Regions from separate parts of the Gossypium hirsutum genome. Here region 1 is linked to region 2. The links are chromatin contacts, called in public Hi-C maps. All regions are on one chromosome and are shown on one strand. Each heading gives the region's core, a stretch centred on a gene start, on an enhancer-like site or on the middle of the called end of the contact. The rest is flanking DNA. Distances are from core to core; before and after follow the strand shown. Region 1 overlaps LOC121219457 (DDT domain-containing protein PTM). Region 2 holds the start of LOC107956680 (protein GAST1).

Evidence for each region. A called contact is a pair of places that touch in the nucleus more often than the background predicts.
Region 1: a contact with region 2 is called in a Hi-C map of fibers, with 2.2 times the contacts expected there. The contact joins the enhancer-like site here to the promoter of LOC107956680 in region 2. A contact is called at or near these places in 10 of 34 Hi-C or Micro-C datasets (anther, callus, fibers and 2 more).

Annotation. Positions count from the first base shown.
Region 1 is chrD07:19,068,062-19,071,105 of Gossypium_hirsutum_v2.1, reverse strand. It overlaps LOC121219457 (DDT domain-containing protein PTM), which reads right to left. Exons shown (of 9, transcript XM_041097662.1): 8 at 2,476-3,044; 9 at 1,523-2,340. The coding sequence ends at 2,195. Among protein-coding and RNA genes, the nearest start is that of LOC121219457, 12 kb to the right of the region's middle. Within about 2 kb of position 1,760, at least 3 of the 9 cell types and tissues checked have an H3K27ac peak or open chromatin away from gene starts, as enhancers often do. A contact at or near this core is called in fibers, where this site is marked.
Region 2 is chrD07:19,000,464-19,003,478 of Gossypium_hirsutum_v2.1, reverse strand. LOC107956680 (protein GAST1) reads left to right here and starts at 1,388. Exons shown (of 4, transcript XM_016892256.2): 1 at 1,388-1,531; 2 at 1,824-1,874; 3 at 1,955-1,988; 4 at 2,198-2,623. The coding sequence starts at 1,463. The coding sequence ends at 2,379.

The DNA.
Region 1 (3,044 bases), core at 511-3,010, 67 kb before region 2:
AAAAGTTTGAGCTCGTGGCTGCGTAACGACCGTCAATTGCCTCCCCCATTATACTCCAATCCATGACCGCATAACGATCTTCGATTCAGACCTCTACATAGACTTCCACCCGTGACCGTACAAAAGCAAAGTAATCCTAAAACCCGACATCCACAAGATAGGTTTCGGAGGTAATGGTCCCATCTTGGTAGGATATATGAAACGTGTGCATCTTGGAGCGCGATATCGCATCACCGACTCAAGACTACCTCGAACAGAAAATTATATTAGCGGCAAAAATTTTTAACATTGAAGCTGGGAAGAAAACGGAGAGGAATATTATAAAATGGAGGGATAGAGGGTGAGAGAGATGATATTTTTGGGATTGTGGAGTATAAGATGGAGCCCCCTTTTATAGGCATGAGGGAAGGGTGAGATTGTATTGTAGAGGAAAAGATCTCGCAGTCAAATACGCATTGCAGGACCAACGTTTTTCATCGAGTATCTTCAAATCAAATCTGCCAAAAAATTGTCCAAGTTAGGTACTTTTTTTTAGGTTTTATCAAATGTTAGTGAAACCTCGTCCAGCTAGGCAAGCTTCTCTGCTGACGTAGCAAGAAAGCACACCTAGCTAGGCGCACATTCCACCATTATCGCTTGAGTGGTAAAAATGTACTTGTCTTCGAAATGAATTAGAAAGATTGTCATTCGTGAAAATTTAATCGAAATGAATAATATACAAAATAATTAAATAAAACTATAATATTTTTAAACAAGCATATCAAAAAAGTTAGAACAAAACTTGAGAAAATTGAGAGAGTTGAGAGTTTAAAAAGAATTGAAAGAATTAAATTTCAGTGAAAAGAATGAAAAATGATCTGGTATTCAACTAGAAATATAATTACCGTTGGCCCTTAAAAAATTTTACCGTTAATGTTTAATTAAATGATCGTTGGTGGAAAGTGCGTCTGATTGGGCATGATTTCAATTTAGATGACAGGAAAACGTGTCAAGTTCTTTCCCCAAAAACAACCTATAATTTAAAAAAATAACGGCCTAAAAGGCCAAATAAAAAAAAATAGCATATATCCTTATTTAGCCTATGCTTAATTCTTTAAAAAGTAAAGAAGAGACAAAAAAGAAGCCTTTGTAATGAAACTTGATTTGGCAAAAAGGCCTATGACAAAGTGGAGTTTTTTTTTTATTATCAAACTCTTCAAAAAAAAAAAAAGGTTTTTCTGAAATGTGGGTGTCACCATTCCTATCCTCATCAATGGTGCCAAAATCGGAATGGTTTAATCCGAAAAGAGGATTGCGCCAAGTCGACCCGCTCTCCCCCTTCCTTTTTCTTTTCGCTGCAAATGTTTTATTCAGGTTTTTCTTTTTTCTTTTTTTTTTTGAAATTTGAAAAATGCATATGATAGATAAAAATAAAAATTTGTTTTTAATAATGAAAACAAGAAAACATGTTTGATACCTATCTTTCTATGGATTACCACTTTAATAAACTTTTAAACTTCTGTTTGGAAATGAATCATTCCTATGCGCCGATTAAAAGTATTCCATGATTTCTACATCAGAAAATTTACATGTAACTCTCGTCCTACAAACAAATCCAAGGCCCTACCACTTAATCCAGGTCTTGTTACACCAATTAACTGTTAGACTGTAAATCTACCCTAAGTTGTTTTTGCCCCATCATCTAACAATTCAACAGATATGCTAACTTATCTGGATGACACTCAGCAGAAGCTCCATCTGCAACCTGACTTCCAACTGGTTTGGTCCAGAACATCCAGGTACCTGTCATGATCTAAGGTATCCTTTGATCAAATACTGCAGAACATCACGGGAATGCCACTTTGCCTCATCCGCCACAATTGCAGTTGCATCATGTCCTGTATTGGTTCTACTATCTTGCAAACCTAACTTTCTCATCAGATGTTAATGTTAGTGTATATGGTTTCAAATCAATGTTAAAATTTGTCATGCATCTATACTCTGATTCTCATCAAGTAGTCCCAATTTATAATCCATGATGGGACTCTGACTTGTACCCAAATTAGTAAATAATTACTCCTTATGCAAGCACCCGTTTGCCAATGAACCTTGACGAGTTTCACTTGGTAGACTGTTTTTTAATTAACATGACATAGGGAGAGGGTGCCATGTTCTTCAGAAGATTCAGTCCCAAGTACTAACACCATTGTGCAACTCAGCCAATAGAGATTTCATCAACTCTTGTGGCCATCATATTCGGACAGACAGGAGGGATCGTCTTACGGCAGACATGACACCTAAATCCAATCATCTTGCTTTTGTTCTCTGAATTAAGCCCATAAGCATCTCCATGAAACCATTCTGCATAAATTAATTGACAGGAATATTATGAAAAAGTATAAAGGAGGAAAAATTTTCAAGCATCAGTAGTCAATGTCTATAATAATAGGCAGTCGCCTACAGTGAACTGATATAAAAATGCTGAAAATTAATTACCTTCACAAATTTCACATGCGATATAGTTTGAATTAGATGCATATCCTGATTCACAACAAAGAAAACATCTGGGTGGATCAGGGGAGGCAATCTTATGCTCGGAAGGATCAAAAACCATTTTTCTTTGAAATTGCATCACCCGCTCATCATTTGGCTTACTAGACAACTGAAGACCATTAAGCCAGTAACTATGGTAAGCCCTTGTCCTCTTCCTCTGCCAAGTAATTTCCTTTATCTTCTTAGTTGCTTTCTTCTTTGAATTCTTTTTGCCTTTCTTGCACCTACCAGGCTTTTTCTTTTGCAAAGAAATGTATTTTATTTTCCTAGGTGATCGGCGCAGTGGCACAGCAGCAGCACCCTTTTTATCCTTCCGTGAACGCAGTGACATTCGAACTGCCAGTGATTTTTCATTGGCCCTATTACCTTTTTGTGGCAATTTCCTTGCAGTTTTTGTGATCGTCTTCTGCCCCTTTGTGTCGCCCTTAGGTTTCATGATATTTCCCCCTTTTTTAACATTGACATTTGACTTGTCACCTAAGCAGCGATGACATGTATACGCACACTTAGCA
Region 2 (3,015 bases), core at 139-2,638:
CAAATGTCTTGAGAATGGAAATTTTTAGTGTTGGGAGATGTTTTCTTTTTCCTACTTCCATTCTAATATTAAAACTTTTAAAGAAAATTAGAAAGATAAAAAATTGAAGGATAGTAAATTAGAATGATAGAAAATATATATATTCCATACGTATGCGTGGAAGGAAATTTTAAAATTTTAACAAAAAATTCTTTTTGTTTATTAAATGAGAGGGAGTAAATGAAATTTTTAAAAAATTTGAATAATTTCAATTATTATAGAATCTTCTCTCGTTCTCTCTCTTCTAATTTAGAATGATTAACTTTATGCATCAAAATGAAAAATGACGACTTCTTACTTTATTTCTATTTTTTCACTCTCTCCTCTAATGTTTTTACTTTTTCATTTAATCCCTATTTTGTTTCTTGATTCCATCGACTATGTTACCCTTTCAAATTATAGGTGTCTTTGATGATTGCAGACCCATAGAGATAAGATCCAATCTCATATTAACAAATATACAAGTGTTTAAGTCCGACTTATCATAAAATATGAGAAAATATTTGAACTCAATCTGATCATGTAAAACATTATTTAGGCTTACATAGGTCGGAATTGATTTATACACTATTTAAGCTATTGATTTTGTTAATGTCACTAATCAATTAAATATTAATTTTGTTGAAAAATTATTTAAAAAATCATTCTGTTTAAAACTCAAAATAAATCCATAAATGATGACTAAGGGTTTTGAACCTAAGGCACCACTAGTAGTTTCAGAATCAGGTAGGATTACCAATTGGACCAATTGAACTACATATTGGTCGAGGTATGATCTAAAGAGAGGGCAAAAAACCCTATTGACTTACAAACTTGTTAAACTAGGCTAAAAAACAAATGGCTGAACATAATTTTATATTTTTTTAATAATTTATTTGATTTGAACTAGCCAATCCGAGAATTGATAGTTAGAATGGTTTGACCATCGACCCGATTCCAGAAACATTGACCAACATCCTAAAACCTCGACTTCATCATTTCAATTAAAACCTCATTTAATTTTAATATATATTTTTTATGAATATATATTTTACATAATATTTTGCCACATACATGAGAGGTGTACTATAACTTAGCATATATAATATAATTAAGGTATAATATAATTTTTTACTCTAAATATAATAATTCAATCTATTTTAATTCTTGAACTTACAGTGAATTAACCATTGTTCAGGATCATAACCTCAAACTTTGTATTATTATTATTAAACCAATTTTTTTATTTGGAGGGTGGAAACTGTGTGATCCATATGAAATGAATTTAGTGGAAAACGGCAAGTAACAAGTAGCAAGCAAGCATGGTACCATCCTATAAATACCCTCACCTTCCCCACTTTTCTAATCATCAATCTCTCTTCTTCTTCTTCTTCTTTTAACTGTTTTTTTCTTTCCCCATTTTCATAGCTTTCATCATCTTCAAATGGCTAAATCACTTGTCATTGTTATGTTATGTTTTCTCTTAGTACTTGCTTTACTTGGAGAAATCCAGGTATGCTACTATTACTCGCCTCTTTTTTCATTTTAATCCTCTTACTATATGGGAAATTGGCACACAATCTGTTTGACATATATAAATTAAACTTATTATAATTTCATAATTTAGTCTTAAATCACTTCACTTTTGTTTTAATAATAATATCTGTATATGGTATAATAATTTTCTTATTAGTACTAACAAAAGTAAACACCCATAAATTTTATGCAATAGACAAATATATGCCAAAATTGTACTTTCATTTTAAGCTATGGTTTGATTTTTTGGCATCTCTATTTTTGTTTAGGCATCAAGCCCTTCTCAAAAACAAAGACAAGGCAACCATGGAAATGGAATGGTACTGAAAACTTATCCAACCTCAAGCTTTGTTTTGTCTTTAACCTTTTGTATTAATTGGTTTTGCAATGTAAAATGCAGTATGGTGCCACCCAAGGGAGCCTTCGTCCTCAAGGTGAGTTAAAAACAGTTCTAATTATCTAATTTGGTATAAGTTTCAAAAGAGTTGCAAATGTTATCGAATATCATTAAATTTCTCCGCCACTAAAATCCAAACAAGATAGATAATTTCCAACAACGGATCTTTCTTACATACTTGCACACGGTTTTGGACCCTTTCTCACCCATACACAATAATATATCTTCGTCTATACAACAACGCAGAGTGTGGTCCAAGATGCACACAGAGATGCTCAGCTACAGCATACAAGAAACCATGCATGTTCTTCTGCCAAAAGTGTTGTGCCAAGTGCTTGTGTGTGCCTCCAGGCACTTACGGCAACAAACAATCTTGCCCTTGCTACAACAATTGGAAGACCAAGAGAGGAGGCCCCAAATGCCCTTAGATTCCTAACTATATCTATGTTGTTCTCTAGTTAAAGTGCTGAATAATCCAATTATAGGCCATTGATCTTCTTCTTTTTTCCCTAAATGATGGTAAATTGTACTAGTATTTCCTTTTAAAGGAAGTATGTGCTTTGCATTTAAATTTGGGTATTTGGGTAAGGTATCTAAATGATGGGAAGTGTTATGGTTACTTTTTTGTAACTCAACTAATATGAAAATGAATTAGTAAACTAGATTTCTCTATTCATTTTTCAGTGATATCATTTCATTTTATGAGAAATTTGGGTTATTTTATGGGTTTGTGTTTGATATATGTTTATTGTATAAATATGTGTAATTACAGGCAATTTATTAAAAAATTTTAATTTTTTTTTAAAATTGGGTAATTTGCACAGACAGTTATTTTAGTTACCAATGTTTTTCTATTTTTACCACTCCACTATAATTTCTTTTTATTCAATCAGTAATGTCTCTTGAAATTTGATTGTTTTTTTTTTTAGCATTTTTGTTCTTAATTACTTTAAAAAAGCATTGAAATAAATTTTTAGCATTAAATATTCAGTAATTTCACTAATGATTTAATCGTCTAAACAAAAGTAGAGTTAAATTATGAATCTATGTAAGAGCTACAATCC